Linked DNA regions of Mus musculus: all the other regions are linked to region 1. Evidence: chromatin contacts called from public HiCAR-type and promoter capture Hi-C data. All regions are on one chromosome and are shown on one strand. The core of a region is the stretch at or near the end of the contact, and the rest is flanking DNA. Distances in the headings are between cores, read along the strand shown. Region 1 holds the start of Fignl1 (fidgetin-like 1). Region 2 has its middle 84 kb from the start of Gm12002. Region 3 overlaps Spata48 (spermatogenesis associated 48). Region 4 has its middle 30 kb from the start of Gm11998.

Evidence for each region. Promoter capture Hi-C pulls out the DNA fragments that hold promoters and counts their contacts. HiCAR-type assays count read pairs that join an accessible place to other places.
Region 2: a HiCAR-type map of astrocytes shows a contact between it and region 1, with 2.8 times the contacts expected there. The contact joins the enhancer-like site here to the promoter of Fignl1 in region 1. A contact is called at or near these places in 5 of 39 promoter capture datasets (the SN4741 cell line, embryonic stem cells, hippocampal neurons and 2 more), 1 of 15 datasets of contacts at CTCF or cohesin (the NIH/3T3 cell line), 9 of 484 Hi-C or Micro-C datasets (the C2C12 cell line, Sertoli cells, cerebellum and 5 more) and 5 of 115 datasets of contacts at active chromatin or transcription factors (astrocytes, cardiomyocytes, embryonic stem cells and 2 more).
Region 3: a promoter capture Hi-C map of the HPC-7 cell line shows a contact between it and region 1. The contact joins the enhancer-like site here to the promoter of Fignl1 in region 1. A contact is called at or near these places in 16 of 39 promoter capture datasets (the C10 cell line, the HPC-7 cell line, cranial neural crest and 11 more), 2 of 15 datasets of contacts at CTCF or cohesin (CD8 T cells and embryonic stem cells), 2 of 484 Hi-C or Micro-C datasets (bone marrow-derived macrophages and nephron progenitors), 12 of 115 datasets of contacts at active chromatin or transcription factors (the 230-238 cell line, acute myeloid leukemia, bone marrow-derived macrophages and 5 more) and 2 of 9 other capture datasets (adipose tissue and liver).
Region 4: a contact with region 1 is called in a promoter capture Hi-C map of pre-B cells. The contact joins the enhancer-like site here to the promoter of Fignl1 in region 1. A contact is called at or near these places in 5 of 39 promoter capture datasets (the C10 cell line, embryonic stem cells, hematopoietic stem and progenitor cells and 2 more), 2 of 15 datasets of contacts at CTCF or cohesin (CD8 T cells and the NIH/3T3 cell line), 2 of 484 Hi-C or Micro-C datasets (bone marrow-derived macrophages and nephron progenitors), 9 of 115 datasets of contacts at active chromatin or transcription factors (the 230-238 cell line, CD8 T cells, acute myeloid leukemia and 6 more) and 4 of 9 other capture datasets (adipose tissue, liver, macrophages and 1 more).

Annotation. Positions count from the first base shown.
Region 1 is chr11:11,806,511-11,813,364 of GRCm38.p6, reverse strand. Fignl1 (fidgetin-like 1) reads left to right here and starts at 4,403. Exons shown (of 3, transcript NM_021891.3): 1 at 4,403-4,470.
Region 2 is chr11:12,227,248-12,234,101 of GRCm38.p6, reverse strand. No RefSeq gene overlaps it. Among named protein-coding and RNA genes, the nearest start is that of Gm12002, 84 kb to the left of the region's middle. Within about 2 kb of position 2,536, at least 97 of the 459 cell types and tissues checked have an H3K27ac peak or open chromatin away from gene starts, as enhancers often do. A contact at or near this core is called in the C2C12 cell line, the SN4741 cell line, Sertoli cells and 7 more, where this site is marked.
Region 3 is chr11:11,495,671-11,502,524 of GRCm38.p6, reverse strand. Spata48 (spermatogenesis associated 48) reads right to left here. Exons shown (of 9, transcript NM_001347068.1): 7 at 6,017-6,124. Among named protein-coding and RNA genes, the nearest start is that of Spata48, 35 kb to the right of the region's middle. Within about 2 kb of position 2,409, at least 13 of the 459 cell types and tissues checked have an H3K27ac peak or open chromatin away from gene starts, as enhancers often do. A contact at or near this core is called in CD8 T cells and the HPC-7 cell line, where this site is marked.
Region 4 is chr11:11,524,460-11,531,313 of GRCm38.p6, reverse strand. No RefSeq gene overlaps it. Among named protein-coding and RNA genes, the nearest start is that of Gm11998, 30 kb to the left of the region's middle. Within about 2 kb of position 2,398, at least 75 of the 459 cell types and tissues checked have an H3K27ac peak or open chromatin away from gene starts, as enhancers often do. A contact at or near this core is called in the 230-238 cell line, CD8 T cells, bone marrow-derived macrophages and 2 more, where this site is marked.

The DNA of each region.
Region 1 (6,854 bases), core at 3,154-5,653:
CGTTCTGAATCTTTAGGGAATAGAGTCTAAGATCTCAGCTTATGTTCAAACCCAGGAAGGGTACAGTCTTGTCTAACTACGGCTCATTTTTAGTGCATCCACTGTCTTATTAGAGTTTCTAGTGCTATGATAAAACACCACGATCAAAAGCAACTAGAGAAGGAAAGGGTTGATTTGGCTCCCACTTCCACATCACAGCCCATCAATGAAAGAAGTCAAGGAAGTACTCAAGGCAGGACCTGATGAAGAGGGCATGGGGTAATGTTGTTTTACTCAGTTTGCTTTCTTACAGTAATGAGGCCACATCAGTCCAGGGGTGGCACTGCCTATAGTGAGGCCAGTCTTCCCATATAAATCTTCAATCAAGAAAATGTCCCACAGGTCAATCTAGTGAGAGCATTTTCCTCTTCCCAAATGACTCTAGCTTTGTGTCAAGTTGCTAGCAGCACATCCCATCTTCTTGGCCTTTCTTCAACATGGTGCTCAGACACCAAAACACCCAGCCCTAGAAACAGGAAGAAGCGCTTCCTCCCAGTTAACAAAATCATACACCCGCACTTACTCTATGCCAGGTGCTGCTATCCACATTTAAAAATAGCAACTCAATACCTATTTAAAAAATTCCATAGCTGGGCGTGGTGGCGCACGCCTTTAATCCCAGCACTCGGGAGGCAGAGGCAGGCGGATTTCTGAGTTCGAGGCCAGCCTGGTCTACAAAGTGAGTTCCAGGACAGCCAGGGCTATACAGAGAAACCCTGTCTCGAAAAACAAAAAACAAACAAACAAAAAAAAAAAAAAAAAAAAAAGGAAAAATTCTATGAGGTAAGCTGCATGGCAGTGGGGGGTGGGGGGTGGGGGTTGGGATTTGGTGCTTATGGGACAAGATCCATTTATCTTCCTGGGTAAACCTTGCCTTTGATCCCAACTATACATTATTCAGATAGAAGTCAGTATTCCAAAGCCAGGCAGGCATAGTGCTTTAGTGCTTTACTGCTTCCAGTGCTTAGAAGCCAGAGGCAGGTGGGCAGATCTCTTGAGTTCAAGGCCACCTTGACCTATAAAGCGAGTTCCAGGACAGTCAAGGCTACACACAGAAACCTTGTCTTGAAAAATCAAAACCAACCAAACAAAAGCGAATTGAGAATGCCGGGACGCGTAGCAAGTGCATTTAAATCTGTGCCTACTGCAGTTGCTCACTGGAGCACAGTGACCTCTGGTGGCAGTGATGCGTGATGCTAGACCTCAGGTTTTCACTGATTCCAGGCACTTCAACCTGGAGCTGAGAAAGCCCTAGACTTATCTGGACACAGCAGACAGCCAACAAAAGGCTTATCCTGGAACATCTCTTGTTTAGAACGTAGCAGAGAAAAGGCTTCCTGGAACTGGAGATCCAAGTCAGGCTGACTGAATACGAGTCAGCACACAGAAAAGGCCGAGATAGAAGGACCTGGGAAAGGGATATAGGACAAGACCCCAAGGCAAGGCAGGATTGAACTTTTAACATTGATTGAATCCAATCAATGGCATAAACTCAAAAATGGTATTACTGGTATTCTACTCAGAAAGTTCACATTTGAGGAAACATGGTACTTACCCAATAGCATTTTGGCCTAATGATTGCTGTATTAATTTTTTTAAATGAATAATATAAATTCCCAAATATTAATAGTGTTTACTTCTTTGGTATCAAAATCTGTTTCTTGAGCACTTCTCTCTGTGTGCCATAACCTACCCTTGTAAAAAGTAATGGGAAAAACAATACAAAATTACTAGCAAAGTAAGTTGCTTGCATAAACTGGTAATATTTGAAAAGGTCTTTTTAAAGAAACTTGTGTTGTTCCCCAAAGCAGACATGCAATAAACAGTCACAAGAAGAATTATGGCATGACCCCATAGCCTGTTCAAACTAGAAGCAGAAGAGTCCACACATGGACCAGTTTTTCCTAAACACAGCAAATTCACAGCAGCCAGAGGCCAAACTACCTCAGCTTGACTAAGTCTGCTCTAACCTCACAAGAGAAATGAGCTGAAGTGAGCTGAATCAACCTGTCAGCTCCTTTCCGACAGGCTCGGCTCCCTGCGTTACGAAGCTCACCCTTCTGTTCCTGCCCAGTACCGGCTCTTGTTCTGTTTTGTAGAGTGAAGGTTGCCCCGTTCGGGAATATAAAGGCTAACGAGAACTTTGTCAGACTTGTTAAAATTCTGCCTCTGGTCGTAGGGGAGAGCACCGTCTAATGAAAACTTTTCATTAGGACTGTATGTTCCATTCATGTTAGACTGTATATCCGAGGAATGGCTGGCTACATCTCCAATCTTCACGGGTCCTCTTTCACCAAGGCATGTTTGAAGTGGATTTCAGGATCCAACTGTACTCGGGGAATCTCAGAAAAAGAGACAGATTTAATTTTGTCCCATCTTCTTTCCTATCTCTACAACAGCCCACTTCTCACATTGCTTACAAACATAGTTTTTTTTTTTCTTCCCTGAGACAGGGTTTCCCTGGCTGTCCTGGAACTCACTTTGTAGACCTCTGGCCTCGAACTCAGAAATCTGCCTGCCTCTGCCTCCCGAGTGCTGGGATTAAAGGCGTGTGCCACCATGCCCGGCCAAACACAGTTTTATAAACACTTATTATTGTGTGTTTGTGGGGAAAGGACATGTGCCTAGAAGTCAAAGGACAACTGTGTGGAGTTGTTTTGAATCCTTCCACTTTTTCGTGGGTTCTGGAAGCCACACTAAGGCCACCAAGGTTGCACAGGAAATAAATACCTTTACCTGAGACATCTTGCTAGCTTACAAACACAATTTTTCTGGCAGAGGATGCATATTATTTGGGATCATTTTATTTTCTCTGATCAAAACAAATTAGCCAGCTGAACTGTAACAAGCATTGTCTGAGATTATGGTTATAAACTCATAAATACATAAACAAGAAGAAGCTCTCCCACCAAGGACCAGTTCTGTCTGCTTAGGTGGCAATTTCTTTCTTGCAGGTCCAATAACTTCTGACCATGAAAATAGAGTCTATCAAAAGCAGTTTGTGTTCTCGGTCAGCAAGTTTACTACTTGCATAGCTTAAGCCTTAAACTCTTCCACAGTAGACACTGGGTTGTGAGCCTAACAAAGCCAATTTAAAAAAGACGGACGCCAGAGAATAATGTTGCTTTTTGCAGGATTCCTGGTCTTATAAAAAAATAATTAAAACAAAACAAAACCCAGACTCAGTAGGAAACCGAAAGGCAATTTTGAATTTAGGGGAAAAATAAGACAAGCTAGACATGTTGGCAGCCTCTGGAGGAGGCAGACGGATAAGGGGAAAAGAGACCATGCTTTTGGAGTTAAAGGTCAGAAAGGCAGGCAGGCTCAACAATGCAGGCCTGGGAATGGCTGCATGGGTAAGGAAGGTCTTCAGCCTGATTAAAAATGCCCAGAGCCGTAGAGCAAGCAGGGTTAGGAGTGTTGGTCAGTATTTGAAGGAGATAGGATGAATAAAAGAAAAGTACAGTTTTCCCAGTGAAAACAGGCAGGCTTAGCGATGAGGGTTGTAGACAAAGAAACCAAAAAAAAAAAAAAAAAAACCACCCAACAACCCAGCACAGCCCCCCTCCTCTCCCCTCTCTGACAATCAGCTCCCGACTGCTTGGAGCCTGACCCAATGGCTTGTTATGCCTATACAAACAATTAAGAACCTAACCCTTGGTGACCTCTCCCCAAATTGCAAGCCGTCTTGGTTGGTAATAGAGAGGTGGGGGTGGGGTGAGGTGGGGCCCAAAGCTATGAGGGGAAAGTTCCCTCGGTGACTCCAGGACTGTCCATGTTTTAGCTACCTACGATTAGTTTTTTTAAAAAAAAAAAAAAAAAAAAGCTCTTCAGTTCTTACTGGACCCCTGCCAGCTACTACTTCGGTAATCTCGGTATTCCGTCTAATGCTGGCTGTAGCCTTTGCTAAACCTTCCTGTATTCGAGTCTCACTATTTGATAGCTGCTGCTGAACTGGTTAAGGCCGGAGGGCGCCGGGGCGGGCAGGCTCTGGAGTGGCGGCCCGGAGGCTACACCTCCCCTTCCCCCTCCCGGGCCGCTTTCGCCCTCCCAGGGGACTCGTGCTCTCTACACTCCTGAGCTTTCTTTCCTCTCTCACTGCCTCTGCCTAGGTGCCTTTGCAGCACCTAGCTCGGCAAAAAGAACATATTAAGGCTGCAGTGAACGGGAAGCCAAGGGTTTGCTTAGATTTATCGCCACCGCGCGGGCTAAATCTCCCTCATAGAGCGCGGGCCGGAAACCCAAATTCCCGCGTTAAGGCCTGGGCGGTGACCTCAGGCCTTCCGAGACTCCGCCCTCACGCTGCGTGCAGCGCGCGCTCAGCCGCCCTTACTCTACACGCATGCGCAACGCGGGCCGAGCCGTCACTTCGCGCAGGCGCACTTCGAAAGGCGCGCTTTTCGGTGGCTGCGGTCCCGGCAGGGAGCACAGGTGGGCCCCGGTAGGCTGCTGTTCGCCGCTAAGCCGGCGGGCGGAGGCTGTGGTTGCCATGCCGGGTGTACTTTGGTTTTGTTTTCTTCTGTCCGTTCTTGGCCTCGGGTTGTCGGAGAGGGTGGCCTTGGGAAGCCCGCGGCCAGACGGCGGCTGGGGCTGAGGGACGCCGTTGGGCGTGACGGTTTGGGGTCAGTCAGCCACAGCTACCCCCCGCTAGGACTGCTGGGAATGCTGTAGCTGGTTTGCCACCTAAATGTACTCATTTTGAGTTTCGTGCTTTCGGCAATACTAACACAGGTGAATTTTCTCCGAAAATCAGAAATGCTCCAGCATCTGAACTTGACGCCTAAAATAACATCCTCATCATGAAACTTTTTTTTTTTTTTTAAATTCATTCCTGCTCAGAAAATAGTATCTACAGTTAACCGTCTGGTTATGTAGCTAATGTATATTTTAAGTATACGTGAGTTGTATTTAGAATGGAGTCCCCTACCTGATGTATGTGTCAATACCTAGAAATCAGACACACTCCTGACCCCGAGCAGTTGGACTAAAGATACTTTTCAGTTGTGATAACTGGTTCCAGGCCATACGCAGTCGCTACGGCCTGAGGGGGGAACCTTCCAAAGGGAAGAAATAATAATTCATAATCTATCATATTTCTAAGTTCTGGGGACCCTATAATGCAACAACCTGTCAGCTAAATAATGGTGCACGCTGTTTCTCCCCAGGTGACGACATAGCTTAAGAGATATTCTCAGAGTCACTGCTGAAAGAACAGATTATGTATTCAGAATTCAGGGCCTGGGAAATGGCTTAGTGGGTCAAAGCTGCCGAACCTGAGGACCTGAATCCCTAAGAACTGTCCTGGTAAAAAGAGAAAATTCAGTTCCTGCAAGTTGCTCTCAGACTTCCCCAATTTATTACAATTAATTAAAACTTTTATGTCCAGTGTCTAAAGCTAGGTCTTACAGCTTCAGATCCTGTGTTCTAAATTCCTATGCTACTTTGCCACTAGTAAACTAGAGTTCTGTAAAGTTCAAAAATGATGTCTGGAATATAGTAGGCCCTCCAGTTTTTAATCATTTTAGTGGATACCATGAACTACGTACTAAAGAAAATCTAAATACAATGAGAAGTAGTTCTTGTTTGCAGAAGCTTCCTGTCTAGTTTGAATGACCAAAACATTCTTAATCAGAAAATTAACAAAGTAAAGAAAATTGAAATGTAACTCGGTTGCCCATACTTTATAGATTTCTATCAAGCACAAAGGTTAAAATGACTTAGAAGTGTTAGATAATACGGTCAGTACTTGTGTCATTGAGCAACAGACTGTTTTGGGTTGTATGTAGTTGTGGGATATGACTGACTGGAAAGGAAGGAAAACTTGGTCGATAACTTCTAAATACAAAGATGGTGGTGGAAGAGGACAGTTTTTGGAGAATGACTAGAATAGGTGATTTTAGGTGATAGACTGAAATGAAGCTATAAAGATAATTATAATCATTGCGAACCTTTGTGGAGGATATTTTCCAAGTTACTTCTCCTTCAGGTTCTTTTTTTTTTTGAGACAGGGTTTCTCTGTGTAACCCTGGCTGTCCTGGAACTCACTCTGTAGACCAGGCTGGCCTCGAACTCAGAAATCCACCTGCCTCTGCCTCTGCCTCCCGAGTGCTGGGATTCAAGGCGTGCGCCACCATGCCTGGCTTCCTTCAGGTTCTTATTTCTGGTGTTGTATAATGGAGAGTAAAATAAGGTTAAAGCAGATGAAAGCAGGGCTACTTACTTGCCTCAGAACTGTTGATCCAGTTTCAATTTAAGTAACAGTTTGACTAGATGTTAAGTTTCCCATTATTATAAGCAGAGATGTATGCTTACCTACTTATAATGTGGTAAATTTTTTCCACAGCATTGTCAGAGATAATAGCTATATTAACCAGGAGTGGTTACCCTTTTACTCCCGGTGCTTCAGAGGCAGAAACAGGTGAATCTCAGAAACAGGTGAGGTTGAGGCCAGCCTGGTCTACAGAGTGAGTTCCAGGGCAGCCAGGGTACACAGAGTAACCCTTTCTCAAAAACCTACCACCATCACCACCATCAAAGCTGTATTAAATATAGCTCACATAGAAAGTATTGATTATTTAGCTGTACTTCCAGATAAATAGAAATTAAATTTAAAATGTAGATATTCTTTTGCTTTATCATAGTTCTTAGGGAACCAAATGGTTTTCTTAAAATTTTTTCATCTTAGTATCTAGGCAAAAAGTTGTACATTACAAAAGTAGTTTTTTCATTATTTAGTGGTAGGTTGGGCACATTTGTGTCAAGCTGTGCATGTGGATGGCAGGGGACTGCTTTCAGGAACCACGTAGGCCTGAGAA
Region 2 (6,854 bases), core at 1,287-3,786, 420 kb before region 1:
GTCATTCATCATGTTAACTTCAGGGACACATGTCTCATGGTTTGGAATGTAAAAGATTTAAACAAGAGTGTGTCAATATCTTTCCATCACAGAAGCAAAAAGAAATAAAGGAGCCAAACAAATAGCAGATCAAACAAATCACCTCATAAATTTGTAGGATCAATGGCTCCATTGTCCTGTTTTATCCCATGTACGTGGATCAGAAAGGGATGAAGGTACTTGGTTGCTGTCCCAAGCTATGCCTGGGAACAGCCACATCTCTCCATTCTGAGCAGAGGAGCAGTCACTCTAATGCACAGTAGCACAAATTGGTCTGAGCATGGTTTTAGACTCTACCATGGTGTCACCTTCTTCAGTAGGGGATTAAGTGCTCAAGGCATCCAAAAAAGTTCAGGGGACATCTCTCCTCTGCTCAAAGCATCCTACCTTGTTCCTGAAGGGCCTGGAACATTTTCTAGGACCAGAAGCCATCATCTGTGCAAACTGAGACCCTCAGGGCTAACTGAGAGTAATCTTTCATGGATAGCCCTGCAGGCCACAAATATGGTCACATGGGATTCAGGTACCAACTGGTCCCAGCATTTCCTCTAATACTCCATCAGAGTGGCACACTTTTCCTGGTAATTCTTTTTTTTTTTTTTTTTTTTTTTTGTTATAGCAGAATTCCGCTGTCACGGAAGAGGGGATTAGTTCAGCCACCAGGTAGAAGGAAAGGTCCAGAGGACTAAGGACAGGAGATTCTGAAGACCCAAGGAAGCTGAAGGCTAGCATGACAGATGCTCTTGGGGCAGGGAGGGATGAAGAGTTGTGGAGAAAGCAAGCATCCCAAATCACTGCTGTGCTCTGTCTCCTCTCAAGGCTCTGTCCTCAGAATCTACCCCTGAGCCCAGGAGTGCAGAAGCACTTGGTACACTCGTATCCTCCTTTCTATTTTTCTCTCCTTTCCTCTTCCCTTTCTCCTTTCTATCTTCCCCTGTCCCTCATTCCTTCTTCCAACCATCATCCCTCCTTCCCTTCTTTCCTTCCTTGGTGTCTTCCTTTCCTCTTCCATCTCTCCTTCTTCCCATCTAACACTAGAAGAGCTTCTCAAAGTCGGAATCCCCGATGGGTGCTGGAGACAATTACAAATTAGTGTCTCTCCCTTCCAGTAAGCCTGCTGGCAAGTAGCCACATGGAAATGCCAATCAAGAGTGTAACAAGTATCCTGGGGGAGAAAAGATGTGGGCCAAAGATTGGAGGTTCTTCTTCGTGGGTGGTCAGGGTAGAAGCCCCTCAAGTGAGCATCAAGAGAGAGGCTTTTTTCCAGGTGAAAGGAGCAGGGGATAGCCAGAGGGCTAGGGGAGCCTGGGCTGCTCAGGGTTCTGTCTGCGGGAGACTCAGATTTTCAGATTTGAGGTTCTGCACCAGGGCTCTGTTCCATTGCAAAGACATTCCTAGGGCTAAGTGCTGCCACCCACTCCTGTGTTCCACTAGAAATACAAATGTGTTCAAAGCGGAAAGATCAAGAAGCGATTAACTATGCTGGCACCTGCTCATGAGTGGTTTGGCCATGAGCCCAACTGGGGTGTGCGCCGAGTGAGTGCAGGTGGCAGCAGCTTGCCTCACACTGCCTGGCATACTCCTCTGAAGAAAGCAATGCACTGTGATTTTGGGGCTTGCATCTGAGACCCTTCCTCCGGTTGCGGAGGCTTGAGATTCATGAGACAGGAGGAAGTGGGCTGTCAATCAAGGATAGGACCACTCATTGCTCTCCACCTTGTCTCCGAACCCAGCCTCACCAGGTCTTTGAAAGCAACAGTGTGGGCCCTGTCACCACCTTCATACCCTGACTCTGACTGGAGTTGAGCTGGCCTTGGCGTAGGTCTGGCTAGTGCCCCCTCCACTGAGCTGTAGCCTTTCAGATTGGCTGCTGCTCCTCTGCTTCTGTGCACTCGAAAGCTTGAGCAGCTTTCATTTCTCTGAAAATACCATGTGGGTTCATTCTACTGTGCTTTATTAGAACATCTATTGATCCTCCAAAACCCAGCCACCTCCCAAGAAAAGCCACTTATAGCCACTTAGTCCTCTGTGGAATGTGGTGCTTCTTGTTACCATGCTCATTTCTCAATGGAGTCTATTGGTGTTTGTGACCCGGAACTCTCTGGGCCTCATTCATGTGGGAGCGTCAAGCCTGAGAACACAGGACTGATGCCATGGGCAGAGTCTGCCCCAACGAGACTGGCAGCAAATTCTAAGTACAAAACTCCTGAAGACTTGCTTGGCCAATGGCTCGTGGGCAAATGCCCAAGAGAGGGAGACTGCAGTGTTCCTGCAAGGCAGCTCAGAGTCCTTGGAGAGACTCCAGGCTGCAGGGATGGCAGTGGCCAGGGAAGGGACGAAGAATGGGCTCTTTGGAAGGTTTCCAACTCAAGGGTACAGCTGGCCAAGCCCCAGGTTGGGCAGAGAGCCACTGGCACCGGGGATAAGGAGTTGGCTGAGGTGGGGCTTAGAACAAGATGGCTAGGAGCCACTCAGACTAAGGCTGTGTGAATGCTGAAGCCACTGGGAGTCAGGGGTGAGTCACACATGAGTAAGAAAGGCTCAGCCTGGAAAGCAGATTGCAGTATGCCCTTAAGTCATGATTCTATTTCAGAGAGCTGAAGTCCTCCTCCGATGGCACCACGACATTTACCATTCCAGATCTTCCTGAGTGACATCATGGATATTGGACAAAGCAGCAACATTTTCTGAGTGATAGCAACAGTGGGCTTTTTAAGCCGCCTTCTGTCAGGTGGATCTGAGGAGCTACCAAGGCCCTATGACATCTTTGACCACACAGGAGCTAAGGGGTCAGCTGCCAGAGCCCACCATTCTCCTCTGCCTTCATTTGCTTTGCTCTTTTCTCCTTCGTTATACAATCAGGAGTAAGTAACTTAGTAGGACAAGTAACTAGGGGCCGCTTAAGCATTGCCATGATTCAGCCATGTGGAGTCCACAGGGGCTTCCTGAATCTATCAAATAGCCAAGTCTTGGTCTCATCAGTTCCCTCCTTCTACCAGTGGAGGCTCAGGGACATAAAATGACACTTGAGCTTACTCTAAGGCCCAAATCTGACTCTCCTCTTGTCCATTATACCCCAGGAAGTACTCTAGTCCCAGGAGGAAAAAACTGTTTCTCATTGGTTAGAACCAAGGCTGTGCCTGAGCAGTGCATATTTCAGCCTGAATTATAGCTGGTCTGAGAAGGGTAGGCAGATTCAGGATCCCTGAACCAGAAATCTCCTGGGGCAGGGATCCACCCCATAATCAGCATCCAAACGCTGACACCATTGCATACACTAGCAAGATTTTATCGAAAGGACCCAGATGTAGCTGTCTCTTGTGAGACTATGCCGGGGCCTAGCAAACACAGAAGTGGATGCCCACAGTCAGCTAATGGATGGATCACAGGGCTCCCAATGGAGGAGCTAGAGAAAGTACCCAAGGAGCTAAAGGGATCTGCAACCCTATAGGTGGATCAACATTATGAACTAACCAGTACCCCGGAGCTCTTGACTCTAGCTGCATATGTATCAAAAGATGGCCTAGTCGGCCATCACTGGAAAGAGAGGCCCATTGGACACACAAACTTTATATGCCCCAGAACAGGGGAACGCCAGGGCCAAAAAGGGGGAGTGGGCGGGTAGGGGAGTGGGGGTGGGTGGGTATGGGGGACTTTTGGTATAGCATTGGAAATGTAAATGAGCTAAATACCTAATAAAAAATGGAAAGAAAAAAAAAAAAAGAAATCTCCTGGGGACCTTGGTCCCTCACTAAAACCTCCTCGTATCCAAGCATCATCCATCAGGACTGCTAGGCCCTGGGATGATCTGGTCTCTGCATTTTTTTGATGCATCTGAGCAATAAGGACATCACTTCTTGCATACCTTGCCTGAGAACTAGGAAAGACAGGTACGATACAGACCCTAGTACAAACGAACATTCCTGAGCATCTGAAATTGAGACCTGAAGAGTGCCCAAGGAAAGGGGTGAAGCATGACTTGAGAGGAGGCTTTCTAGGCCCCACCAGGCCTGGGCCTCCCTACAAGGGGCTTCTGGCTATGGAGATACTGACTCTGCTTGCCTGGTGCTTATGGCTGTAACCTTAGGCTGGGAAGCTGCTAGCAACATCCTAGGACTACAAGGCCTGGGGTGAGGCTGAGCAGGGAGAGAGTCGGAGCATCCAGCTCTCTTCACGTGTGCTTGCTCGCTCAGCTTTATTCCCAAGCAGAAACTCAGCCACAAGACAGAGCATTGTGGGAAATGCAAAGCAGTCCTGGCCAGTCTGCCTGCTCACTTACAGATGAGATAAAGGGCAAGGTTTACCTCTGAGGGCACAAGCAGCAACCTTACTGAGTGAGGGCCAAGTGTGCTGGCTGTGAGTCTGTGTCTGGTCCCCTGTCACTTACAGAATCCTCAGGGACCAACAGGCAGCAAGCCTGGCTGCGGGTGTGAGCCCCTACGGGATGTGGCAGTGCTTCCTTGATGGGCTCTCTGCCAGACACAGGGAAGAAGGCCATCTCTCTTCCAGACATAGCCGTCCCAGACTGTCCCCTGTGGTGGACAGCATGGCAGCATGCCCGAAAGGTTCATTTTCTTTTCTCCGTTTGGTCCAGCTTTTCTTTATTAAGCAAGGAGTGATTTTATCATGTGAATAATCGGCAAGAACGGTTGCTGTGTACAATTCCTTCAAAACCTTTTGTCACTTAAAATTATTACTATTTTTGAGACGGGATCTGGCTGGTTGTTACACTCACTTGCACTCCCAGTCTCAAGTGATCTGCTTCAGTCTCCTGAGCAGCCAGGGCTCCAAACACTTGCCCCAACTCATGGCTCTGTTTTGTTTTCTTAGACACAATGGCCCTACTGACCTGCAGGTCATAATGTAGACCATGCTGCCTTCAAACTCACAGACATGCATCTGCCTCTGTTTCCCAAATATTGGTGCTAAAGGAATGTGCCACACTATACCCAGGCTCCTTTTCTTCTTTTAATCATAGATATTTGTAGCACACATTCATTGCATAAATATAGTGTAAAATGATCAAGGTAGGTGAATCAGCATTGCTTTATGTTAGACACCTTCAAATCCTGTCTTCTGATTCTTTATAAAATGTACAATAAATTGTAAGCAGCAGTCACCCTGATGTGCTGTACAATGCTGTAACTTGATCATTATGGCGAACTCTATTTTGCTACTGATTACCTACTTCTCTTTATCTCTATTCATCACATCCCTCCCCAAGCCTCTACTAACCACTATTCTCTCTCCTTGTAAAAAAAAAAAAAACATTTATACATTTATTTTTTTATTTATTTAACTCCTTATTTTTACTTTCCACACATGAAAAAGATTATGCAGCATCTGTCTTTCTGTGTCTGCCTTGACCTGATATCACCTACTTCCTACTTCCATCCATGTTGCTGTTGCTAAAAAGATAGGACTTTATCCTTTGTATGACTGAGTACTATTTCCATGTGTTTATGGTGTGTGTGTGTGTTATAGTGAGTGTGAAGTGTATTGTGGTATATGTGTGTGTGGTGAGTGTTTGGTGTATATATGTGTGGGTGGTGTGAGTGTGGTGTGTGTGTGTGTGTGTGTGTGTGTGTGAGAGAGAGAGAGAGAGAGAGAGAGAGAGAGAGAGAGAGACATTTTCTTTAGCCACCCATCTATGGACAGACATCTGTTGATCCCATATATTGGCTATTCTGAAGAGTGATTTCATTGTCATTGACTATACTCTCAGTAATGGGATGTGTAGATCATATAGTGGATCTACTTGTGTTTTGTGGTTTCCATAATGGTTCTATGTTTCTCTAACTAATTCTAATTCTTCTATGTTTCTACCACTGACTTATCTTCTGTGTCTTCAATAACAGCCTCTCCAACCAGAGTTGGATGACATGTCATTGTGAATTTGATTTGTGTCTCCCTGATGGTGATGAATACTAGTGTAGGACCTCCACTGGCAGAGTTGCTTAGGTAGGCATCCTGTCTTCAGGAGGCTGTCAGAGAACCTGCATACATGTAGTTCTTTGAGTTTCCCTGGGTTGGAAGGCAAGTCATACCCTGAGTTTATAAGTCTACAGTTCCAGTGAACTTGACAACTTACTAGTTCTGATTCTGGACTACAGCATGATCCTGGACCTTAGGGCTGGCTCCCTCTAAGCATGTCGCAGGGACTACTGAGACCAGCTCTAGAAATCAGCACTTGACCCATTTCCCCAGGGCCTCCTTCATGAGAAAGGTAGCCTCTAGCTTACTTTTAATGAAGGAACCCATTTGGCCATAGTCTGGTGTCCTCATTCCCTTTCTGCCCTTGCATAGCTATCACAGCCTAGACACCCTTTACCATTTAGTCTGGCCTCCTGAACTCTACTTTGATTTTAGATTAGCCCACATGATGGAGCTGGGTTTGGCCAAAGGCAACACGGTTTAAATATAACTCTGTCATCAGATCCAGGTGAGAAGCCTATTCGTCACACATTCTCCAGGCCATGTTAACCATGATAACAAGTTAGCCCCAGGGTTTCCTCATCTGCTTCACTGGAAGGTTTGGAGAGTAGAAGGTGGTGAGTGAATACTCACAGCACCTACCAGCCTGCTCCAATGGGAAAGTGAAGGCAGCCATGCAGGCATGCTCAGCTCTCAGCCTTATGCCTTTTGGGACCGTGGTAAGAGTGTTCATGTGACAAAGACTTGAGCTCTGAGCCTTGGCCACAGGTTTTATGGCATGTTCACCAAGCTCCAGAAATTCCTCTATTTATGTGCGAAACTAATTCCAGACCTGTTCTCAGAGAGATGAGTATAACAATCCTGGCTAGTTGTGGGCCTGT
Region 3 (6,854 bases), core at 1,160-3,659, 310 kb after region 1:
TCAGATTAGAAATGGGGATTAATTAAATAATTTAAAGAAGTTCCTGACTATCATTCATGCCCAGGAAAGGCATTGAAAAGAAATGTCACTCAAGCTATTCTGAATTCCTGTTCTACCTTATGAATAGGTTGGATTCTCTTGGTCCCCAACCTACTCTCAAGCTATAAGTTCCCTAACTTTGAATGCCTCCTTTATTTTTCAAAATAGTGTGAGCAAGCCAGAAGTGCAGAAACCAGTTCTGTTCCCGTTCTGCAGACAAGGAGGCTGAGGTCAGAGAAAATGACATGAGGAGCCCCAAATGGCTTGTTTCAGGTTACATCTAGATAATGGATCTTCCACAAGTGCCAAAATTAAGAAACTGTCATTTATAATGAGAAAACATGTCATGATTCTGTTTGTATGGATGTGTTATATATGTATGTAGGCATAATTGTAAAGAAAATATATAATGCAGAAGTTATTTTTCCTTCATTGGTTATAACAGGAAAATGCTTTAGTGAGAAGTTACTTATATAAACTTGGTGTAGTGTCTTAGAGGAATATTATGCAACCATTCAATGAATTGTGGAGAAAACGATCAGTGTTTATTTATAAATCTTACATTCATGCAAACTCTGTGTGTGAATATAGACACACCATGACATATATCACAGACTTCATAGACACATAGATAAAGGATCATCAAATCTCCAACACTGGTGTTAAAAACCAAAGAGACAGTTTACTTCCTATACTTTAAAAATACTTGGATTACTGTTCCATCAGGATATGTAGATGTTAGAAGGTGAGCTATGCTAATACTAGAGGTGAGCACAAACATGGGATAGTTGTATCAGCTCTGGAAAATGACTAAACAACTGGTTTGAGAATGCTGCTAAATTTTCACCTTGTAATCTATTAGAAAGGAATCTCCATTAAGGAAATAGTTTTAAATCATGAAAGACATATGTAAAAATATTTGAGGGGATTATGTATAATAGCAAAAAGAGAAAGGAAATAATTTATATATGAATTTAAATCCCTCAAGTACACTACATTTGAAAGAACAGAAATGGTGTTTAGGAAAGTCTATTTCACAATCATGCTGCAATGCAGAGGTAGTGCTTGCTCCCTGGGGCATATCACAGCAATGGGTGCTCCTTGTGGCATATCACAGCAGTGGGTGCTCCCTGGGGCATATCACAGCAGTGGGTGCTCCCTGGGGCATATCACAGCAGTGGGTGCTCCCTGGGGCATATCACAGCAGTGGGTGCTCCCTGGGGCATATCACAGCAGTGGGTGCTCCCTGGGGCATATCACAGCAGTGGGTGCTCCCTGGGGCATATCACAGCAGTGGGTGCTCCCTGGGGCATATATCAGCAAGAGTGAGAAGGGCATATGACAAGCGGGAAAGGTGAGTCTAATAGCAGTTATGTTCTCATGGGAGAGTTTGTGTTTGCTATTGTTTTCTGCACTCAATTCTTATTATGATCAAATTCAATTCTACAACAGAAATAATGAATTACATTTTAAACTGTTGAAGTGTTCTTCACCAATGTAGTCCAGATGACCTGATAACTAGGAAAAGAAGAGGGAGGAGGAAGAGAAAGGAGAAGGAAGGAAGGAAGGAAGGAAGGAAGGAAGGAAGGAAGGAAGGAAGGAAGGAATCACCTGAAGGAAGTTTGAAAGATAATGCCCTGCTAGGGGTGGGGGTGAGGGTGGGGTAGGGGCGTGGGGTGTTGATCAGGACACTGTAAATCTACTGGGTAATGTTTTGTGTTGCTGAAGGACAGCATTTTGGTAAATGTAAGGTCATGATTAAGCATCAATCTTCCAGACCCTAAAGAATATCACAGGGTACATTTAGGTAAGAAGTTCCTTTAAGCTGGGAAACTTCAAAGAAAGTCATGCTTGCATTTGAATAGGACATTTGTTTGTTTGTTTATTTGTTTTCCCCTACTTGGTACAAAATAAAAATTTGAATTTCCGTATTTGAGACTTTATTGAGATGAAGACATATTTTATAAATTCTATAATTTTGTTAGCCCAGTGTGATATTGTACAAAATACATAACATTTAATTTGAGACCTATCTGTAGGTAGTACAACTACCAAGTGGGCAAGCAGGAGATCAGCACAAAGCCAGATGCGGGGCTTCTCATTTGGAGCATGGAAGGAGATGGCGAGGTTCCCGGGGCACAAGGAGTTCAGAAGAGTTCACTAGAAATCTATTTCGCGAGGTCGGTGTGGACACACACACAGGCATTTACTTCGCAGTTGAGTGTATTAAGAACGACACTGTGTGTCACAGCATCCATAAACACTTCATGATAAAAATGGGCAACATTTGTTGTGTTAAAAGGTTATGATTCTGTTAAAAACCAGAAAATCAATCACGAGAAGAAACTTTGCAACCTGGGACGCCCTCTAGCGCTCATATCGGAGAAACACAGCTAAATGTCAGTTGTCTATGAAAACACAAGCTTCAGCAAGATAAGGTAAAAGGCACTCTCCCAAGTTCTTCAAAGAAATGCCCTGTTTTTACATTTAAAAAAAAATTAAATGCCTCTTATTTTCGTTTCAGCCTCTTTTAAGAATGACTCCAAGGAAAGTTTGATTTCAAAAGCAAGGTTGTCTCACAAAACATTTCAAAGTTTAAGTATATACTTGAATAAAAAGAAACATTACCAAAATCTTATGCTTGGTGAACACTTTAAGGTTGGCTTTCTCCTTTCAATTTTTTAAAAGAATTATTGTTTAAATAGTAATGACTTCCTTGCAGAATTTATGGGAGAATTTTACACTGGCTCCCTCAGACTTGACAAATGGTGGTAGGTGTCATCAGCCTTTGGAGTGCTACATGTAAAAATGACATCTCCACAGTCATGGGTCAAAAAGCAAAGTCAGTTGTGTGTGTGTGTGTGTGTGTGTGTGTGTGTGTGTGTGTGTGTGAAATCGTCTGTCCACCAAGAGTTTTAGCTTGTTGGAGGCAAATTCTTTTCTATTTTATATCTATATTAGGACAGCTCTTAGCTCTTCCAGCCCTAGACAGACATGCTTAATTAAATTCCTCGATAAAACAATTTATATAAATGTACTAAAGCTAAAGTTAATTTTGAAGGATATTTTATAGCCTGACAGAGAGGAAAAAGGAATTAGGTTAAATTAATAATAGAAATAAACAAAATACAGGAGATTTTAAAAAACCAAATATTTAACAACAGAATATAGCAGAAGGTGATCCAATAAGAAATTTCTCTACTTCTGTTTGTGGGCATAACATCTTTTAAAAGATAAAATTAATTAACATTCAGCTAGTTGCAACAATTTATGCCATGACTATATGAAGTCCTTGGTAAGAGCTGTCAATCACAGAAACCAATGTGAGAATTTCTCTAACATTTGACAACTCTGTAGCATGGAAGAAAGATAATACAACCACTGTTTCAGATAACTGAATAAACAACATAACTTTAAAAATGTGCCCCTCAAAATGACCATTTCTTGTCCTTGTGTCTAAACAATGTAGTATGACAGCTACTTAGATGCATGTACAGTGTACTAGCTATCACAAGAAATCTAGGGAGGATGCACACAGTATGTTTTGCCAAATATTAAAGCATTTTATATATGGATTTGAGCATCTTCAAGTTTCAATATCTGCAGGTCTTTGGACCCAAATCCTCTGACCCTAAAGCAAAGCTCTGAGCCTGTATGTATACGCTATATACATTTTCTAATACTTTTATTAGGTATTTTCCTCATTTACATTTCCAATGCTATCCCAAAAGTCCCCCATACCCTCCTCCCCCCCACTCCCCTACCCACCCACTCCCACTTTTTGGCCCTGGTGTTCCCCTGTACTGAGGCATATAAAGTTTGCATGTCCAATGGGCCTCTCTTTCCACTGATGGCCGGCTAGGCCATCTTCTGATACATATGCAGCTAGAGACAAGAGCTCCGGGGTACAACAGCCATAAACAGTTGTGGAGGCTGAACATGATGTCCCCATCATAGTCTAGGGAGTTTTAATATTTGGTCCCCAGTCTGTGGCACTCTTTGGGCAGTTTAGGAGGTATGACTTTTCTGAAGGAAGTACATCATGTAAGCCAGGCTCTGAGGTTTCAAAGCCTTGCACCAGTTCCATTGCTCTTGCCTTTCCTTGTTTGTTTGTTTGTTTGTTTGGTTGGTTGGTGAGCTCTCAGGTTGCTGTTCCAGCTGCTTCCTCCCAGATAAGATCCACTCATAAATAAACCCTTCCTACTGCAAGATGCCTTGGCCATGGTATTTCTATTGCAGCAATAGGAAAGTAACTAATTTATCAATAGGAAAGTGACTAAGGTAACAATAGGAAAGTAACTAAGGTAACAATAGGAAAGTAACTAAGGTAACAATAGGAAAGTAACTAAGGCAACAAAGGGAAGTTTCTAAGGTAACAATAGGAAATAAGGCAACAAAGGAAAGTCTCTAAGGTAACAATAGAAAAGTAACTAAGGTAACAAAGGAAAGTAACTAAGGTTACAATAAGAAGTTACTAAGGTTACAATAGGAAGAAACTAACATAACAAGGAAAACATTTTATAACATCTACTATAGAGGGATGTGCAGTAGTCTAGCTTGTTTTCTGACTCACCATAATGGTGCAAAAGTGGTATGTATTCAGTAGAAAGCGTGCCTTGAGTTTGAATGCAGGTCTTTTCCCTGGCTAACTCTATGAGATCCAGTTCTCTGTTACGTTGCTAGGGTGCAGCATGGAACCATGAGTCAGGTGCAGGATCCCAGACAGGAACAGTTCCAGTCCCATAGCATTGTGTGTTGCCAAGTGAGAATGACTTAGGATGGGTTTATGCAATCTTAGGACAAAGAAGGTCTGTCTGAGTCTATACATTCTATGGCACAGTTTCTCAGACTGTGCATCATGCCATATAACTGAATGTGGGCATCATAAAAATTTGGTAATACTTTTCTGAATGCAGAATCACCCCAAACTGATTCATGATCAACTTGTAATAACCTGAGGTAGTTCAGGCAGTGTGACCTGTGTGTTATCATTTTGTTTGACGGCTGCCTTGGTTCTAAGCACACACCATGAGTCCTTTGCCCTGCTCATACCATCTGGCCATGCAACGCCAATTACTGAAGCATGCAGGCTCAGACTGCAGACTGTGTCTGCTTAAACTGCATGACTTACTATATAGACAGGGGTTTCAGATTTCATGGAAATATTATGATTCAATTATGAAAGACTTTTAGTAGTTTTGTAGCATCATTCTTAGCATGGAAATATAACTTAGTATAACTTTAGGATGTACGGCTAGGTGGTTTGAGTTTTTTAAACAAGATTTATTTTTATTTATACAAGTGCCTGTGTCTGTTCACCACATGCATGTGGGTGCTGGAGCCCAGAAGAGGAACTCCAGTCCTCTGGAGCTGGAGTAGCAAGTGGTTGTGAGTGCCTGACCTTCTTGGGAACTAAACCTGGGTCCTCTACAAGAGTAGAAAGCTCCCTTAAGGACTGAGCCTTCTCTTCAGCTTCAGAATGTTTGATTTTGAGTTGTCTTAAATTTTATTTAAAGAGTTGTTCAGTGAATTTTCGTTTGTGGTTAAGGCAGACGTACCTGTCATTTCTGCCATTTTATGCCCATTTAACATATATAGGACTTAGGTTAATATATAAGGACACCATATAAAGTGAGATTCTCAGAACTGATGGTTATAAAATCCAAGGACTGATGACCTGTTGGTCAGCCAAGGCCCTTTATGAATGCTCTCTGTCCCTGGTGGCATTTTGTGACACAAGCACTTTGTGACAGTGACTCAGATGGAGACACTGATGTCACAGGGATAAAGTGACTTACTCAAGGAACCCCAGGTGAGCCCCCAAACTGTCATTTCATATAGGTGACTATTTCTTTCAGGAAATTCACATCTTTCTTTGTAAGTTTTGGTTAATAACAAGCTAGGTGACTTCTTTTCCTTTCATTTGTAACTCCATCAGGAAATTTCATCCTTAGTGATAGGTGAGAATGGCACTTACCGGCTTGAGTTTGTATACTGAAGTTTAGAGTGCCTAGGACTGGCCACAGACTTGATATCTCCGTAGGGATTGTCCACATTGTCAGCGTCTGTGCTCTGCACATGACCACTGTTGAAGGGAAAAGCAAAGGACTTAGATTAGTCGAACAAAGCAAATAAGGAATGTTAGATTTGTTGATCAAAAGCACAAGAAGGAAAATATGATGTCAGATGACAACTGGAATGAGATACAAGAAAGGGAGGGAGGGCTTTTTGTCCTCTGAATGCGAGTCCTCTACGCTGAGGTCAGCGAGTTGATAAGGAGGGAGCGCAGGGTCTCAGAGTTCAGAGGCTGGGCTTCTGCTGTTCAAGACACAAGGTAGAAGCCAGGACATAGGGGGTGGGTAGGTTGGTGTTGGTATCTGCTGGAGACAGTAAGGCTCCTGTGTGGGCATACCCTAGGCAGGTGTCCGGACCCTGGGTCACAGTGATGAGCTCTCAGAGAATGTTAAAAGTCTGAGTACATCAGCAGGTCAAGTAGCAAGGGTTTCTGGTGATTAGGATAAAATACCAGTCAGCCCCATTGAAGAACAGTAAGGATGAGGAAGTTCTGATCAAAGTGTGGGCTCCTCCCCCATGTCCTCTCACCTCCTTTATTTCAAGGTGATCCTTCAAACTAAGAACAAAATGGGGAAATGGCTGAAGATTAACAATGCACTTCTGCCCTCCACAGAGCCTGAGTGATGGTAGGGAAGGGAGCGATCTTCCTTCCTTGAGCTTGGTTTTACCAGTTACTTGTTGTTTCTGACCAACAGCATGAGTAGGAGCAATAAAGATATTTTCTTTCATAAAACATCCCA
Region 4 (6,854 bases), core at 1,149-3,648, 280 kb after region 1:
GCTTGCCCTGAGTGATTTGTACACAGCTACCATCAGGGTTTGAAGACTGCTAGGCTGAGGGAATGAATGATAGGCCACAAAGCTGTGAGCCCAGTAGAGTAGATGTACATTCAAAAAACAATGAAGTTGAGACTTCAACTCTCAAATTTACTCATTCTTTTATTTTTGTTTCCAAATAGCCACACTCTACTCTGTGTCTGGCACTGGACCTGGAGTGACAGACAGGACAGATGGGAAGGGCTACATCAAGGACCTAGACTCTGGGGAGTAGTTATTTATAAATTAACCTAATCAAAGAAGTGTCCTATAAGGTGTAGGAATGGCCCTGGTAATCAATCTCTTATGTACTAAAGTCCTAAAAACATTTTATTAGCAATTGTAAACTGAAGGAATTTTCCATTCACTAAATCTCAGAACACATGGATTGCAAATAAATATTCAAACAGGCTATATTAGGCTTCAGGAGGATCTGTGTAGGGAGGGGAGGAGGAAAGCGAGGCATTAATAGATAGATGCTCTTCTTGCCTACTGTTTTCTCCACTCTCCCTGGTAAGTCTCAGGGATAATGTATACACTATTTTGTGTTATTTTTTCTGAGGACAAATGTGATTCTTTGGTGTCGAATGGCTGCCATGTGAGATGTCTAATCTGTGTCATCTAAGTAGATCTCAACCAGGTTGGAATTGTGTCTGAGTTGCTATGTTCCTCCCTAAACCCTAGGAAGGAGAACTAGCTGTGGATGCAGGTCAGAATTCACAGGCTGACTCTGACTCTGAAGGCTGGGTCTATTTAGCATAAACAACTTTCCTTTTCTTGTTAGGGAACCAGATGAGAGAAGATTCAGTGCAGGACTAATGCGTCAGTGGAATGGTTAACTTGAAGTGTTTGAAAGATATATCTTTCTTTGGGAGCAGATGTGAAGACCCCACACTGGCAAGAGTTTGCCTATGGGAAAGAGGAAGCTCTGGCTTGTGCTTTTGTGGTCAGGGTTGGGGGATGCAGTCAGTGTGGTGAACTGGGAAAAGAATAACCAGGGTATGAGGGGCCCTTTCCTATTGTGTTTGCAATTCAGACTGGAAGATGGTTGTGTTCCTGGGTCCCTAGAGATGTGTCTCTACATAGGGAGCAGTGAGCAGCTACGACAGGCACTAATTTTTATCTGGCATCCCTAATGCCTCTAGCATCTTCAGTGCACAGTTGCATGGGGTGGTTATTGGCAAATGTTTGTGAATAAGTGACTGACTAATTTGAAATGATTGAATAGATGATAGATCTTGATTGTAACTAAATGAAGCAGCAGCTCAAGAGGAATTCCGTTAGATTGGCTTGAAGGAGGGTAAGGTTCTCATTTCAGCACAGATTAGTATTTGAGAGGGGACCAGATAGTGGGAGCACATCTGAGAGGAGTTAGGGGAGGACTCAGAGTGAATGATTAAATGCATTGTACAAATGTATGAAGTTCACAAAGAATGAATAAAAATGCCTTTAAAAAAACAAACAAGAACCATTCATCTAAGTCTCATTTTCTGCATTGTAAAGTCTGGAGAGGAGTATCTACCTCACAAGATGCTTTGAAAGATGGATCAGTAGGTTTATGGGTTTGCAGAATTTGTCCTGAGCCTGTATCATGGGAATTCTTCAAACCAGGAGCACCCACTACATGTTAACATGCAGATTCACTTCCTTTTGTTTTAAAGTCACATATTCAAGTATATTCCTGAGTCAAATTATATTTGAGTTTTCAGATGCTTGGACAGGGCAGTATGTATGCACCATGCTTGCATGTACCAACTTCCATCTGGCAGACATCAGGGACAGGACCTGGCAATGAAGAGAGCCCACTACATGTATTCAGAAGGCAACACTGAGCAGGACCACCACAGCCCCCAGGTTCCGCACCCGGGGTTGGGGGAATTCTAAACGAGGACCCTGGGGCAATCCCCACTCTTCCTCAAACGGTCACAGGGTTTGCAGCAGATGCAGAAGGCTCTGGCTTCTCCCGAGAGGAAATGTGACCGTGGAGAGGCACTGGATAAAGGGAACTTCTGGGCAGACTTTGTCCAGAAATTTCCTGTTGAGTGTTTCACTTCACATTTAGGAAAGGATTGAGGAACTTTTGGGAATCAGTTCACAAAGGCAGAGGACTCAAAGAAACGCAAAGGTCCCGGGAGCTTCTGGTCACACAGCTGCACTGACGAAGGGCCTTCCTGGCTTCCTTGAGCTTATTTTATATCTTGTCTTTGTTCTTCAATCTTATGTGGCCCTGTGTACATTGAGAGGTGTGTGTGTGTGTGTGTGTGTGTGTGTGTGTGTTTTCTTTCCCTCCAGACTATAAAAAATGAACAAGCCCCGGAAGTGGTATCTCTTCCTGCTCACCCATCCTTTTTGCCTTTGTGAAAGTGCACCAGCATAACCACCTCCTACCGTAACGCTTCCCGTTTCTTCTACTCCTTCATACTGAGAACCTCGCCCCACACCGGACCCAGTGAGATTTAAAAATTAAAACCGGCCAAACCAGAGAATATAACACTTATGTTAAAGTACGCTTTAAAGCTGTGTGCCGAAAGGAGTCTGTATCTTCAGAAGGACGATTTTAGCTTTGCTCTGAATGTTTTAAAAGCAGTTTTTGGAAGATGGGAGAGGGTGAAAAAAGAATGCAGGTCTTTCTTTTCATTTCATGGATCCTTAACCCATATTTAATGCAGAGCCTGGATTTTAGACATAGCAAGTGTGCTTGTAATTATTTCAAACAGTTAAAAAAGCTAGTTAATGATGTTCAACATAAGTAATCATGTTAAATAGTAAAATTTAATTTCTTAAAAACTTAAATCCTCATATCTTCTGGAATGCATTGTACTGGAGGATGTCTGAGTAAATTAAATTCTCTCCTGCACACTAAAGCATCAATTTCCTTATGGTAATTATCTGCTAGATTGGATCTGTCAGAGGCCGGGAAGCAAGGCTGACATTATACCCTCTTTACAAAAAATGATTACAAAAAATTAAGACGAATGAGTAAAATTAAGGCTGTGGCTGGTAAGCCTCTATAAAGCTCTCATGGATCCTTCTACATAAGATACCATTGTACCCTGGACTAAGCTTTTAATGACTAGCGTATAATCAGGTGAAGTCCATTAAAGTGCAGCAGAAGTCACGATAGCAGAGATAACAGCGAGAAATGATTTTCCGCCAAGTAGAAGCAATTTATTATACACAAAAATGAATTTCTAACGGAAGTGTCTGGATGGATGAGGAACTCTGCTAAGGTGACAGGATTTCTTTCCTGGAAAGTTTCAAAGAGTGGTGGAGCACAAGACACACCATTGGCATTCTGGGAATGGAGGTGAGTGGAATCCCCGGCCCTGACAAAGCTTGCTGCAGTGTGACCAGTGCCTCCAGAGCCTCCAGAGTCCCACGGCCTCCAGAATGCAGTCCTCTGATCTAGGTTCCTCAGGGGTGAATCAGTAAAGCGATCTCTTTCGATTTTGTCCTGGACATCGGCTGATGGTAGTGTGGATAACTGAACTGTTTGTTGTGATTGTTGATCCAGCCATGTATAAAGCACTTAGGTAATATAATTGCATAGCTATCAGGGATGGTGCATTAGTTTAATTAACTGTGAAAGAGTAAACACAAGCCCCATAGAATCACAGGGAAAGCAGGGCATTAATTAGTCATGAAAAATGCATAATAGCATTCAAGATCTAGAGTGCATCACCCAGGTATCTTCTGAGTTTCATCTTTACTGCCCCAGAAGTCCTTACTCAGCTCCGGCTAAGCCTTTCCTCTCGGTTTGTTTGTTTCCAAGGCCCCTTTCTCCTTGTGTAGTAACCAAGACCACTGAGTCAAGTACCACTCTGCAATGATCCACCCCTCTAGAGCTCCATGTCATGATCTGTAAAGATAATATCACTAATGACATCACAGTATATAGGGTTTCTATGAAAGTGGCTTGATAGGTTACCCATCACTGGTGCTGTACGGTAGAAGTTTTAGCTGCTTGCACCATGGTATCTGAGTTCCTCTTGCTCTCGTCTGTGAGCACAGAAAATGTAGTTTGGTTCAAATTAAAGAACACATATGTGTATTCAGTTCACACATCTTGAATGAAGGGAAATGTCAGTAAGACAGTTCAGTAGGAAGCAGTGCCTGTGACCAAGTCTGCTTAGCCAAGTTTCATCCCTGAGATTCACATGGTGGAAGAAAAGAACTGAGTCCTGTAATTTGTCCTCTGATCATCACATGCATGGCATGGTGCACCCCAACCCCATGTAAATAAATAATAAAGGTAATAAAATCCAGTGGGGGATAAAGAAGAGCTCCTGAGGGACACAGTCAGTCTCACCCAGCCATGCTTGTATTGACCACACCAAATCAACACAGATATATGAACTGAATACACATTCTTACAAAGGCAAAGAGAAATGCATGCGTGCAGCAAGACTGGCTGATGGCTCACTCTGCTTGACTATCTCCTTGTAGACCTGAATCTGTTCATGTGTTGGCACTTCAGTAAAGACAGGAGAGAAACTCCAGGAGGACAAGAGGAGACATCTTTGTGTGGTAACATGTGTACTGGTGTCTTTCTGTTGCTAGGGCAAAGACCTAACAAAATGGGTATGGAATTGGGTGGCAGTAGATCAGGGAGGAGTTAGGGAGAGGGGATAAATAGAATCAAAGTATAACAGGTGATACTCTCAAGGACTTAATAATGTGTTTTAAGAGGTACATTATGGAAAGAATGACTTACTTGTCCTTTGTTCTTTAAGAGGAAGATGTGTTTTATAAATAGAAGCAAGAAACTGAAGACTCAACCTTACTTGCACAACATACCATGAGAAAATTTGGATTTCTACCTATATCATATGTGTAAATTACTTCAAAGTGGATCAGAACACTAAATATAAGACTTAAAATTAAGCTCTTGGAGAAAATATTAGGGAAGGTCTCTAAGACATGGAATTTGGTGATAAATTCTTGGCTATGATATGATTTGAGAAAGTTGAGTCTAGCAGTGTGTGCATGTGTGGAGGGCAGTAGGAGCATGAGATTGCTGGTCATGTTGATCAACAGTCAGGAAGTGGAAAGAAATGGATGCTGTTGGTTTTGTTCTCCATTGTGGTTCATTCCTGAATCTTTGCCTTTGTCTGAGTCTTACCCTGGTGGCTCTGCAACTAAATAACTAGAAAGAGAATATGTACAGCAGACGGAACTGGACTTATGATAGGCCTCTGCCTAGATCAGCTCATCAGTAAGCCTATTATAAACTACAAGACTGTATCAAAATGTCAATTTAACCACACAGCATCCTGCAGTCTTACTATTTTCCTTTGGTATCTCACAGCTGCTGACCAGCATCATGTCTGAGCATCACTGTGCTCAGTAAGAGATCAGAATTCAAAATCTCAATTATGACTCCACCAAGTGCCTGGCATTTTTCAGAAAACATATCAAACCATTTACATGGATGATCCATTGTATATTGTACTAATCATTGATGGCCTATATCTGTTGCTATGGAATGAGCACATATATTCTCCAAAATTCATTTTTAAAATGTTAACAATCAAGGTGCATCTTCACTGTGGGCTTGCAACTTTCTGAATTATAGAAAATACATTATATCTGTGAGAAAGTGTCAGTGCTCTCCTGGAATCCACCGTATAGCTCATGGTAACCTCAACTTAATGGTGATCCCCCTGTCTTGGCCTCCAGAACGCTGGGATTACAGATATGAGTATATCCATTTATTCAAAGCAACACCCTTAAGTGCCTCATGATTGGCTAATGCATTCAGAAATGTTCTCAGTACTGAGGACATTCTCAATATGGAGATGAAAAAGAAGCAGTCCTTGGAGTTAATGACACTAATATCCAGAGGGAGCTTCAGAGACCCAGAGATGCCACAGATCTGCTGGAAATCATGCATCTAGCTGATGCAGAGCTTCCTGCTTCAGGTCACTCAAACTCTCATGATTCCTGACAGCTATTGGCAAGATTCATTGATTTCTTAGTCTATCACTAAAATAAACATGTGCTATCATATTAAATGCTTTGGTCTAAATAGTGATAGATTACTTGCATCAGTCTAAAATGATTGTCTGAAAAGGTAATTCAGCAAGTTAAAATTCCACATGGAATGCTAAAACATAATTAATAATATGTAAGAAATGTTTAAAAAGAATAATACGGACTGTGCCCCATATGTATTCAGCAATGGTATCTTATGAAGAGAGCTTGCAAGTGACAGCAAAACCAAGGGGACAGATTTCCTGATAACAAAAGATGGGGACACCACTGTTGTGCTAAAATAGCAGAAATCCAGCCTCATACACAAAGGTTATAAAGAGATATGGACTAGTATGGAGCAGTTTCCTCCCTGCACCAACCACCCCTTTCTGCCAGACCCCAAAGGAAAGCTCCTTTATCGTGTATAAGTTTTCACAGCCGCCCTGTGGCCATGGGCATGCACAGCCACCTTCACTGGGACTGTCCCGTGTATGCATCAGCTACCTCTTACACCGTGGAAGGCTCCCTTACTCCGAATATGTCTCCAGAAATCCAACTCCAACAGGTAAACCACGAAAATTTCAGTGGAATTGTGTTCAAACTATGGCCTACACAAAACCTATACTTTGGTGAGAGAGAAGGCTCTTTGAGGATCCTTGCCTATTGTTGAAGTCCCAGGAGTACTCACCTTCATAGAGCTGTTGAGCTTACTCCTAAACTTGGGTGACTATATGAGTGGGGGACAATATAAGATGTAACCTGTATATTTGCTTATTGAGTCACCAATGATGGGCTTGTATCAACTATGAGCCTGGCTAACCTACTTAGGTACAACCTCTGTGCTC